2 separate regions of the Mus musculus genome follow, and region 2 is linked to region 1. A link is a contact called in public Hi-C data. All regions are on one chromosome and are shown on one strand. The core of a region is the stretch at or near the end of the contact, and the rest is flanking DNA. Distances in the headings are between cores, read along the strand shown.

The links. Hi-C and Micro-C count contacts between places; a contact is called where the count stands out from the background.
Region 2: a Hi-C map of liver shows a contact between it and region 1, with 3 times the contacts expected there. The contact joins two enhancer-like sites. A contact is called at or near these places in 3 of 39 promoter capture datasets (liver and stem cell-derived epiblast-like cells) and 2 of 484 Hi-C or Micro-C datasets (both in liver).

What each region holds. Positions count from the first base shown.
Region 1 is chr16:26,380,564-26,386,780 of GRCm38.p6, forward strand. No RefSeq gene overlaps it. Among named protein-coding and RNA genes, the nearest start is that of Cldn1, 12 kb to the left of the region's middle. Within about 2 kb of position 3,933, at least 24 of the 459 cell types and tissues checked have an H3K27ac peak or open chromatin away from gene starts, as enhancers often do. A contact at or near this core is called in liver, where this site is marked.
Region 2 is chr16:26,695,810-26,702,026 of GRCm38.p6, forward strand. Il1rap (interleukin 1 receptor accessory protein) reads left to right here. Exons shown (of 11, transcript NM_001159318.1): 7 at 3,018-3,144; 8 at 5,279-5,427. Among named protein-coding and RNA genes, the nearest start is that of Gm20319, 57 kb to the right of the region's middle. Within about 2 kb of position 2,497, at least 3 of the 459 cell types and tissues checked have an H3K27ac peak or open chromatin away from gene starts, as enhancers often do. A contact at or near this core is called in liver, where this site is marked.

The DNA of each region.
Region 1 (6,217 bases), core at 2,683-5,182:
AAAAAGCCTGGTGGGATTATACAATTGTCATGCAGGAACATATGTAGCTGTCTAGTTCAGGACTAATGGACTACTATAAGAAAGAGACCCACCCTTTCTCTCATTTAACCTTACATATGACCACATGCAAGATTATATGAAAAACCAAGGAGCCCAAACTGTAAATGTTTTCCAATTTGAGAGTATAGTATATGGCCAGCCTTTATGGAATTCTAGCTGAATTCCTGCTATATTAAGAATTCTATCCTGAATACAATTTACAAAACACAAGAGAATCAAGAAGAAGGAAGACCAACATGTGGATAATTCATTCCTCCCTAGAATAGGGAACAAAATACCCATGGAAGGAGTTACAGAGACAAAGTTTGGAACTAAGATAAAGGATGGACCATCCAGAGACTGCCCCACCTGGGGATCCATCCCATAATCAGCTACGAAACGCAGACACTATTGCATGTGCCAGCAAGATTTTGTTGAAAGGACCCTGATATAGCTGTCTCCTGTGAGGCTATGCCAGTGCCTGGCAAATACAGAAGTGGATGCTCACAGTCATCTATAGGATGGAACACAGGGCCCCCAATGGAGGAGCTAGAGAAAGTACCCAAGGAGCTGAAGGGGTCTACAACCCTATAGGTGGACCAACAATATGAACTAACCAGTACCCACAGAGCTCATGTCTCTAGCTGCATATGTAGGAGAAGATGGCCTAGTGGGCCATCATTGGGAAGAGAAGCCCCTTGGACTTACAAACTTTATATGTCCCAGTACAGGGGAACACCATGGGCAAGAAGTGGGAGTGGGTGGGTAGGGAAGCAGGGCAGGGGGAGGGTATAAGGGACTTTTGGGATAGCATTTGAAATATAAATGAAGAAAATATCTAATACAAATTTAAAAAAATAATTCTATTTTGAAATTTTAGAAGCAGAAACATCAGTCCCTTTCATCATTTTGAAAGGTGTTGTGTTGGTTCTATTCTTTAGAACTTTGGTTCTAAGGAATAAGTTAACTACTTATTACATTATGAAGTTAGCTATGCTATTTTTATAATACAGGAACTAACAGACCTGGCTGGTTTTCTGTCAACTTGTCGCAAGCTAGAGTCATCTGGGAAAAGATTGAGAAAATACTTCCATCACAAAGGCCTGTCGACATTTTCTTGATTAATGATTGATGTAGAATGGCAGAGTCTACATGAGAAGTGGTGTTCCTAGACAGTAGTCCCAGGCTGTACACAAAAGAGCAAGCTGAGTGAGCCCTGTGGAGCTACCCTATTACCAGCATCAAGTGTCTCTGCTTCACTTTCTGCCTCCAGGTTCTTGTCTTGAGTTCCTGTGCTGACTCCCTTCAATGATGGATAGTGATCATTAAGTCGAAGCCAAATAATGCATCACCCACCCCCAAGTTGATTTTGGTCGGTGTTTTATCACAATAATAGAAAAACTGGAACACAAACCAATTGGCTGGTATTCATCCTATTGCTAATGGTCATTAAGTTGGCTCATAATAAAGCTCTGGAAGTCTGAATGCCAAATGGTCAAGAAGGTATCAGTTTTGGATCTGAGTCTTCCTAGCTGTGTAATCTTGGTACATTATTTATATTCTGAACTCCTCTGTTTCTCCACTAAAAGTAAATATAATAGTATTATGAATGTTACTAGTGGTTGGTGTCAGGGCTGGGTGTTTTCAGGTTCTTGACCTCTTCTGCAATGATTGGAAATAAAACCTCACAGATTTGCAGCAGCAAAAAGGAAACTGTATTTTATGCTAAGCAATAGAAAAGATTAGACTCCACTGCAAGAGAGCATCAGACCACATGAGCGAGGGTACTCCAGGGCTCTGACTACTGATTGAGGTTTCCTTTTATGGGCTGTAATAGAAAGGGAGGTTGGGTTGCTAAATGGCATGGTAAGGACAGTTCTCTATTTTGATTGATAGACTCGGTCACATAACCATGTTACTACTGTAGCATATAACCCTAACCAGACACACCTAATTTTAATCACATGTACACTTGCAGTGGTTTGAATTAAAATCATTCCTATAGACTCAGATTTTGAACTCTTAGTCCCCAGTAGGTGGAGATGTTTGGGAAGGATTAGGAGGTGTGGTATTGTTGGAAGAGGTATTTCACTGGGGTGGGCTTTGAGATTTCAAAATCTCATGCTATTCCCAATTACTTCTTTCTGTGTCTGTCTGTCTGTCTGTCTATAGTGCATGTGGATCAAAACTAAACTCTCAGTTACTGCTTAAGTACCATGTCTGCCTGTCTGCTAATAGGTTCCGTACCACGGTGTTTATGTTGTCTAACCTGGAGCCATGAACCCAATAAACTCTTCTGTAAATTGACTTGGTCATGGTGTTTTGTCACAGCAATCCAAAAGACCAAGACAACATCCAATTAAGCATAGGCACAAGGTAGTGAAATAGAGTCTCCCTCAGTTCGCTTAAGGACACAAGTTTGCTTGTCCCATGAGAGCTGCAGAAGTAAGGTCAGGGGTGGGGAGTGGCTGCAACTGGAGGCATTGGAAATAGGCTTGAGTAGAAACTATCTAAGTTTGTTTATAGGGGAGGTACAGAGAGAGGTGTGTGTACAGCTTGATTCAGGTTCCTAGAAGTACTGTCTGGCCGGATGTTTTACAGCGGTAAAGGAGATATACTGCCAAGTATGTTATTAGAAAATGAAGTTGTCCAGGGGTGAGTCCCCTCTCAGCTATCCAATATGAAATGGTCAGCCTTGAAGTCATAAACTTATAAACAACACTACCTTCACCAGGTCATATTTTGTATTTAGTGTATGTGTGAGCGTGTGTGTGTGTGTGTGTGTTTGTGTGTGTGTGTGTGTGTGTGTGTGTGTGTGTGTGTGTGTGTGTGTGTGTGTAAAATACATTAAAAAAAAAGCAAGAAGCCAGGATTTGATGGGGTTCGGGGGTGGGTGGCAGTGTTCATGGGAGGAAAGAAAAGGAATGAGGTGTTTTTATTTTAATGGTAACTTTTAAGAGGAAAATAAAGGGGTGTCCATAACCCAATCTAGTTGGACTAAGCTATCCTTGTTCTTTGTTCTTCTGTCAGCCTCACTTGCAGCATGTGATGCTTAGTGACAAGGACTGGGTTATTACATGCTTAGTGAAGGGCCTGGCACCAACTAATTGTTCTATAATCTCATCTTTTGGGATTGGTGTAGGAAACCTTCGAGATTGTGAGCCAGTATACGATTATGAGGATGGAGAGCAGACTAAAGGTGAGAGACTGTAGTGAGAGAAGCTTCATTACTATGCCCCCAGTGAGGTGTGAAACACGTTCCACAGTCACCAGAAAATTCATAGAGAGGAACAGGGCTTGATTGTCTAATGATAAAAACGCACAGGTGTCTTTTGCACTTAAAATTAAAATCTAAACTCTATGGAGGCATTTCAGAACATTCTTGTAGTCCCAGCTCATTGGAGGTAGAGATGGAGGATGAGGAGTTCAAGGTCATTTCCAGCTAGTAGGGAATTTCAGGCCAGCCTGGCTATGAGATCCTGACCTTGGAACAAAATCTAGAGTCTGCTACTGTTTCTCCCTTCTTTTCCCCTTTGTTTTTTATTTTATTTTGTAAAATAGGGGTTAAGTTAAGTAAAGTGAGGATCAATGAGTATACATGAGCATTATTGCAAGAACAAAGAGCAGAATATTACGAAAGCCCCATGGTTCAGTGGATCAGAGTGAACAGGAAGTTGCTTTACTGGTAGTCAGACCTCTGAGGACATGTGGGCTCAGATGTGGTCTCATTGAAAGCAGTTTGCAGGCTCAAAGCATTGGCCCTCCCTGCCTTAGAGGCTGAGCCGACTGAATTCAGCTGCTGAGCATGGCCTCCTTGCTGTCTTCCTCTGCTGTGTCATACTGACAGATGCATACACCACATCCCCACCGGCTTCATTAAATATTGACTGAACAAACAGTTTACTAAACATAGTTCCGGGTCTTCGATCAGGCAGACACTTGTCTCTGATTTTGTTCAGTATTATCTTGTGAATCTTTGACAGGTTACAGGAAAAAATATTTAAATGTGATCTAGACTGTCCTGGGTGCAATTTGATAAACAGAAGTCAAATATAGTTTTAGTTGTTAGTAATGTCTTTTTTTCCTTTTTATTTTTTATTTTTTTGAGTTCTGATATGGATTTCATCAAATACACAATCATCGTATCTTTGGAAAATTTCTGTTTGTAGTTCTAAAAATAAGCTCATCGGTTTTCTGTGGCTACTATAATAATCACTAGTTTAATAATTTAAAAGAATAGATATAATAATCATAATAAATAAATATTACACATTTACATAATATAAAACATTTATTGTTTTATATATGATTAAAAATAAAACCAAAACCCTAAATGTGTCTCATAGGATTAAAGTTGTCAGCAAGGTCACCTACTTTTCTGGAACTTTTTGGATTTTGCCTTGCCAGATTTTGGCTAATGACATCTTCTTACTGCTTTCAAAGCTGGAAGCTTGAAGTCAGTGTCTTTAAAGAAATTTCATCAAGTTCTTTAAAGAACATTTCTTTACAGGTATAGATTATATATTGAGCCTATTCTCTGGCACTCCTTGTCTCTCTCTCTCTTAAAGACTCTCGTTATGGAGCATTGTGTGTGCACAGATAACCTGAGATAACTGATGAGACACGTTAACTGTATGTGCAAGCCTTGCTCTCCATTTCCTATGTAGTGTAGTTTATTCCACAGGTGAGGTACTTAGATGTGAGCATCTCCAGGCAGGGGAGTTTATTATTCTGTCTACTACAATGAATCAGTACTTTACAATGTACAATGATCTTTCTTAAGACAGACGCTACATAAATACATTACAGATATTACAAGCTGCAGTTTGTGTTTCTAGAAGAATACAATTCTGATTAGTAATGGTAAAATAATTTAAATTATTAATTTTAAGAAAAATAAGATATCAATAATTTATTCTGTTTTTTTCCCGAGGCAGGATTTCTCTGTATATCTCCGGCTGTCCTGGAACTCACTTTGTAAAACAGGCTGGCCTCCAGCTCAGAAATCTGCCTGCCTCTGCCTCCCAAGTGTTGGGATTCAAGGCGTGCACTACCACCGCCCAGCTTCAAATTATTATTATTATTATTTTTTTTTTTTGGTTTTTTGAGACAGGGTTTCTTTGTATAGCTCTGGCTGTCCTGGAACTCAATTTGTAGACCACGCTGGCCTTGAAATCTGCCTGTCTCTGTCTCCCAAGTGCTGGGATTAAAGGCATGTGCCACCTCGCCTGGCTCATTCCTGACGATGCTACAGACTTAGTTCATAGGCAGCTAGTTATATGCATGAACTCATGAATTCATGGGGTTACCTGTGCCTGAAGGAACAGTTTGCAATAATGGACAAACAGAAAGAATCTCATTAGAAAAACAGAATCTTCTTCCTGGCATGGAAACTTAGTCATCCGAGGAATCTCAGATTTTAAGATGTTTATCTAACTAGGAGACCAGATTAAATGTTCTCTGTGGCACAACTCAAAAATATTTTCTTTCTGACTTAAGACAGCAGAAAAGATAAGGTTGCAAAACTAACAAAATTGAGCAACTGAGATGTAGTCTATATTTCTTGAAAGTAAAACAAGACACTATGTCCTCGAAGGTTAAAAAGAGATGATTTAAGATATACTGTGGCTAAACAGTCATGAATTTGGGTAAAAATAGTAGAACAGAGCCCAGCAATAGTGATAGCAATCACTATTAACATCAAGTCTGAAAGAGATGGACCAAAGAGATAGCAAAGCAGGTCTTATCTGCCAAGCGTAAAGATCAGAGTTCAGTTTAAAGAACAAACATGGTAGAAAGGAAGAACTGACTCCTGAGGCTTTCTTTCTGAAATACACACACACACACACACACACACACACACACACACACACACACACACACACACACATGTCTCAGCAGCCTACCTGAGAACACACACAAATACACCACACCCACACCAACAGAGGTAGAGAGGGAGAGCAGTGTAAAATCTACCCATATTTCTGGTTGGGTCAGAATATTAATTATTCTAAACATGTTTGAACATTGTTTCATCTCTCTGCTCTGTTTTAGTTGGAAGTCTTAAAGGAGAATACGGTTGTCATCAGGAGAGATGGTCTGTGAAAACCTACCAGATGGTAGGCAAATAAACTTTTGTACTTGATGAGGCTTGTGAACACCTCTTGTGCCTGAACCC
Region 2 (6,217 bases), core at 1,247-3,746, 310 kb after region 1:
TTTTGACTGAAAGCCTGCTCTAGAAGAGTAGAAAAGTCACAGAAAATTCTAACACATTTACATCATCTTCTGTACAGTATAACCATTCTAGAACCAATGAGAAATATAGAAGTGTGAACTGAAGATTATAGAGCCAGAGAATGTATGGGTATTTTGCCAAAAAGTGAAAGTTCTCATGTATAATTTGCCATGTAAAGAGTACAGGGCATGTTAAAAGGGTTGTCCAACCTAGGTGGACTGTATTTTTTAGAGTTAAGATTGGATTTGTGTAGTAATTTGAACATTCTTGCCAATGCCAAAGTGAAATCTGTCAGTCAGTCGAGTATGATTCATCTACTTAGCATGTCACACTTCAAAATCATTCTTGAACTCATGTTGATTTTACCTTTTTAAGTGAAACAATAGTTTCAAAGTCTATAGGAAAAAGTTAGGGAAGACACACATTGGAATAAGTCTGGAAAAAATGTTTGTCTGCCAAACCCAAGATAATTAGAGCTATCTTCAGAGTCCAGGCAATAGTGAACCAAAAATATTAGCACAAAGCAGAATTATTCTCAGCAGACTGGCATGTAAGTTCCAATCCAGGTCGAATCTTTACCTACTTCTTACTAACAATTTGACCTACAAATAACCTTTAATATGTAGAAATGTCAGCTTTTGCTTCTGTAGAAAATTAATTTTTTAAAAGACATCATGGTGTTTGGTAAGAATAAATACTTAGGCAGAGAAAAACCTCCTTGAGAAAGAGGGAAGAGGGCAACACAGGAGAGGGAGGCGGGGTAATATGTAACATTTAGGGTTTTATATATATATATATATATATATTTATATATATCTTGTGCCCCTTGGAATAAAAATGCTCCCCACCAAAAAAGCATTGACTATTTAATAAAAACGTAAGTGTTAGGCATGAGCAATCTCCATATTCAAGTTGTTAGGCAGGAGAGTCCAAAAAGCTCCCCATACAATACAGGCTTTTACTCTTTTCCTTGATCACATCTCAGAAATTGGAAGTCAGGCTCTATCACCAACAATACAGCACACTTTGGACAGAGAACTTAGGAATCAATCTAAATTCGAATTAGGTGTTTCTTTTCTGAAACCTAGCTCTCGTAATATGACAAGGAGATATGCAAGTTTCCAGTGGTGAGAAGCAACCCATAGCCCTATCAATCTCTAAAGCCTATGAACTACAATAGCAGAATAGCAATATATTCCAAAAGGTCCACTAATGGTACTTCCATTATAGGGCTAAGCAATAGCCATGTAAATTAGACTTGGAAGTCTTCTCAAGAGGTGGGAATTTATGCCTGACTCTTTAAATAGAGGCAACTGGCAAAGCCATCTAATGTAGAGGAAAAGCGACTACTACCTCCATGTGCCTGAACCAGTATAGTTTCCAACTTCTGTCTAAATACAAACAGCTAGATGCAGTAATCAACTCTTATCAGAGAAGCTTATTTGTATAGCAGACAAGGACACTCTGATCAAAATGTAAATGACAACTCACCATGGGTTGCCTATCCCCAGTTGATACACATACAACAGTCTCTTCACATACGTCTCAAGGAACACATACACATATAACTATATATCTTTAATTTTAAGTAGCTGTTTTGTAGACTCATCTACATCCCCTGGCTCTTATGTCCTTTTTGCTTTACCTCCATCAATGTTTCCTGAACTTGAAAGAGGTAATGCAGATTTCCCATTTAGGGATAGGCACTCACCGGTCACTTACATTCTTCAGTGCTATAGCCATTGATATATTGCCCAATACTTCAGTAAATAACACCCACATCCATGCTCATGCAAATACATGAATAAATTCAGAGGTCTATAATAAAAAATAGGAGGGAAATTGTTTGGGTAAAGGTGTTAAAGAAAATAGACGGGTGGTGGCCATGGCAGAATGGAAATAAACTTTATTATGTAAGTGTATATGATTTTGAAAGGATAAAATAGGAATAAAGGAAAACACGGACAGGTATTTAGTTCTACCGAGTTCACAGTAATGTGCTGGTCCTGACCTGATTGTTAGCACTGTGTCCCTGTTTGAAACGTCTCAGTGTCTTAAAGCATCTCAGCCACATAGCTTAGAGCTGCTATTTTAAACTAAGCTTCTGAGGGATTGGAGAGGAAGATTCCTTGGCCAGGTTACTTAGGAAATGACATCACTCTCTCCTCCTTGGACAAGGACCCACCATTTACAGACTTTTACTGGTCAATGCTATAGTTTGAAGGAGAATAACCGCCACTCCCATAGGCTCATATATCTGAATTCCTAGTGCCCAACTTATGGAACTGTTTGGGAGGAATTGTGAAACAGGACTGTGAGCTATGGCTGGAGGTGGGCTTTGAGGTTTCAAAAATCCCATGCGATTCCTAGGTAGCTTTCTCTGCCTCGTGTTTTTCCATGAGAAATAATCTCTTAGCTACCGTTCCAGCACCAAGCCTGCTGGCCTACAGCCATGATCCCTCTTACGATGATCATTGACTTTAACCCTCTGGAACTTTGAACCTCAAATCAAATGTTCTCTTTTATAACTTGCCTTGGCCATGGTGTTTTATAACAATGAAAGAAAGAAAGAAAGAAAGAAAGAAAGAGAGAGAGAGAGAGAGAGAGAGAGAGAGAGAGAGAGGAAAGAAAAGAAAAGAAAAGAAAAGAAAAGAAAAGAAAAGAAAAGAAAAGAAAGAGAAGGAAAGTTCCATTTTGCTTGTACTTTGTTTATGCCCTCATAACAAAATAACAGTACTAGAAGAGATTTGGCCTGAAAAGAATATAGTCAGAGTTCTTCTGACATTTTAGAAGATACTTATTTAGTGTTAAAAATGCCCACCCTTGTAATTTCATGGACACTTGCTCATTTTTCTTCTTGGTTTTATCCTCTCATGTGTTTGGTGTTTCGGTAGGTTGCCTTACAGTGGCCACTAGAGAATCAGGCATAACTAATCATATGAAATATATAGACTGATGGATTAATATAGGTTAACTTCATCGACTAAATTTATTTCAGGAGAGGAACTGGTTATTCCCTGCAAAGTCTATTTCAGTTTCATTATGGACTCCCACAATGAGGTCTGGTGGACCATTGATGGAAAGAAGCCTGATGACGTCACAGTCGACATCACTATTAATGAAAGGTATCCTGGCTGCATGCAGGTGCTCTAGTCTTTGTTAGTCTAAGGTCTTGATGAATATTATTCAATGTACATGATTATTATTATTCTTTAAGAAACTTAGCAAGATTTTTCAACCTTCAGGGGCTGCAGGGTCATTAAACTAGCAAGGCAAGTGCACATACTTGTCAGATTGTGTGACAAACTTTGGAATTGCATTGTCTTCAGGCTAGATAGCTTCATCACAGTGAACCCAAAGAGCAGGCATCAGATTGTTTTAAGTTCAACCAACTTCCCATGTTTCTGATTCTCACTTAAAGACATAAGGAGTGTATCTTTCACATGAGCAAGATGAATAAGAAGGAGATATGTTGGCATATGCTTCCATGAAAGTATAGTGTTGTCTTTCTCAGTCCTGGAGTATGGGTCTAAATAGTCTGTCTTACATAATGTATGTTAGTCTCTTCTATTAAAGTAACCATACTTTTCTCATCTTCCCCTGATACTTGAGAATTACTTATTAAATATTAACTAACTACATTTTTGTTCTCTAAATTTCACTTTTAAAAGTAAATGTTCAAAAATCCCAAAGAGCTAATTTTCAAAAGCTTATGGGTAATAATACATACCTCTCTTGATATAACAACTTGGGTCATTTCATTCTTAAGTAAACTTGATATTTGTAAGAATTTAACAAAGGAGAACGTATAGGTCTCTGGAGACAAAAGACTTCTCTGTAAGTGAGGTATAAATTGCTAGAGAGAATTGGTTCGCTCCAGAAACTAATAAATCACTGTGGTGACATATGTGACAGAATAGTTATTAAGACCCTAAATTTGGTCACCTTGTGCAAACAGACCTTAAGCTAATTGAATTTCTACAATTCAAACCTATTTCTTTCCTAATAGTAATGTAAGTTTTTGTAGAAATTATAAAATGTCTACTTTGAACAGCCTCTTTTCTTACTTAGCTATCCCTCATTAGGTAAACTATGACAGATCATGTGTCTATTTACAGTATCTGATATATAAGTAGTAGAGAAGGAGGAGATGTTAGAGGAGGAATTCTTAGAGGATTCCTTCAGTTCAGGGGGATTAAGGGGCCCTCCACAAAAGAAGCAGCGTTCAAATCAAACTTGCTCAGTTAAGATATGAACAGCAATCTGGTAAAGGGGACATTGTATGCACAGACCTGGATGTTTGAGAAACAGAGAAGAGTTGATGACAATTTTAGCTTGAAAACTCGAGGGACAATTATTGGTCATTTCAGGAATGTTAAGAATTGTGATTCTCATCCTCATAATAAATGAATGCTTAGGATAGCAAAGTCATGTTATTCTACCTTGCTGTGAGTAAGATATATTTGCAGTATTCCACAGAGCAGGACCTTAACGTGGAAGAAAACAACTGAGCCTCTAAACAAATGTTTATGAATGACAGTAAGTGTAATCTAAAGAAAAATATGCATATTGGCTAAGGGAGGGAGATATTTAGATCTTACCCAGACAGTTCGTTTAAAGGGAACTAAATAAAGTCCTGCTCTTACAACACAAAACACTTGGTCTTAGAGTTACTGGAGTTTGACTATATTTATTTCACAGCTCAGTTTTCTCATTCTGAGCTATTTCTTCTCTTCCTGTGTTAGGATTCAACTATGCAGTTTCAACATCACACAAAATGTCTGCCTGTGTTTGCAAGTCAAGCATCCAGTGTCTCTGCACTGCAACACTTACTATGGGGTTAAAATAGCACACGGGAGCACTCATCGAGTGTTTCTGCGGCAGACACAGATGCTTGGTCAGCCTTCCAAGTATTCCCGTAAATTATTCATATAATACACTCCTTCAAAAAACAGACAGGACATGCAAAGTTTAGAGACATTGCCCAAAGTACATAGCATTAAATGACAAAACATGCAGCAATCCTAAATGAGTCTGATCCCAGACGGTTCTTTGCAAGCTGGTACAGGCATTGTGCCCCAGCATCTAGATTTAGCTCGGAAGAAAGAGGTGTAGTGAGACTCTAGCATTGGGGTTTGTCCAGTGTGCGAGAAGATCCTTGCCAGCACCCCATCTGCCCTCACTTAACTTCTGATTCACAGAGAGAGCATAGGCATTGTATCTCACAGATATTTTTGATTTGCTTCTCCTTGTGTGTAGTGTAAGTTATTCTTCAACGGAAGATGAAACAAGGACTCAGATTTTGAGCATCAAGAAAGTCACCCCGGAGGATCTCAGGCGCAACTATGTCTGTCATGCTCGAAATACCAAAGGGGAAGCTGAGCAGGCTGCCAAGGTGAAACAGAAAGGTAATGGATGCACCGAGCCGATGACTCTGTGAACTCTCACGGTAACACAGTGGTGAATAGGAAATAAAGGAGAGAATTTCTGCACCCACATCGGACACAAAACACTGAGTCAGTTAAATGAAAAATCCTAAGAGAAAGCTTCCATCTTTGTGATAATGATCAGTATGCTGGTTCCGATGTTGTCAACGCCTTTGTTTCTAAATGTTGCTTGAAGAAAATCCATGAATACATGGGTACAATAAGACACAATTTCATATCTTAGATAATCATGAAAAATGAAAATATTCCAAGTGAGTAAAGATGTAACAGAATTGCTAGAGCCACATATGGTCAGTGAAGCACAAAGATGCCTTTAGAAGGAACTAGAAACAGGGTTCGAGAGTCATAAGAGTGATTGTGCCACATGACCTCATCCTTTGGGAATTTTTCCTGAATTATGCACCCACAGCTGTTCTTAGAAGTATATAAAAGACTAAAATGTAACTAGCAGACATCTATTTGTGTAGAAGAAGTTAAGGAGGGCAGAGAATATAAATATTAATTAATATTAATTCTCAGAAAATTTCAAATTCACATTTTAAACAAGTACCAGTGTTTAGGCAGTTTTATAATGTTATAATTGATAAAATAAAACTTATTAAAATATGATTTCATTTGCTGTTCAAATAATTTCTCCATTAACATGTGTATTTTCTATAATAAAGGAAAATTACAAATCCTTCTTGTGTGAGCTGTTGCTCCTAAGTCATATTGCCTAAATTTCTCTCTGAGTCTTGCCCCTAACACATAT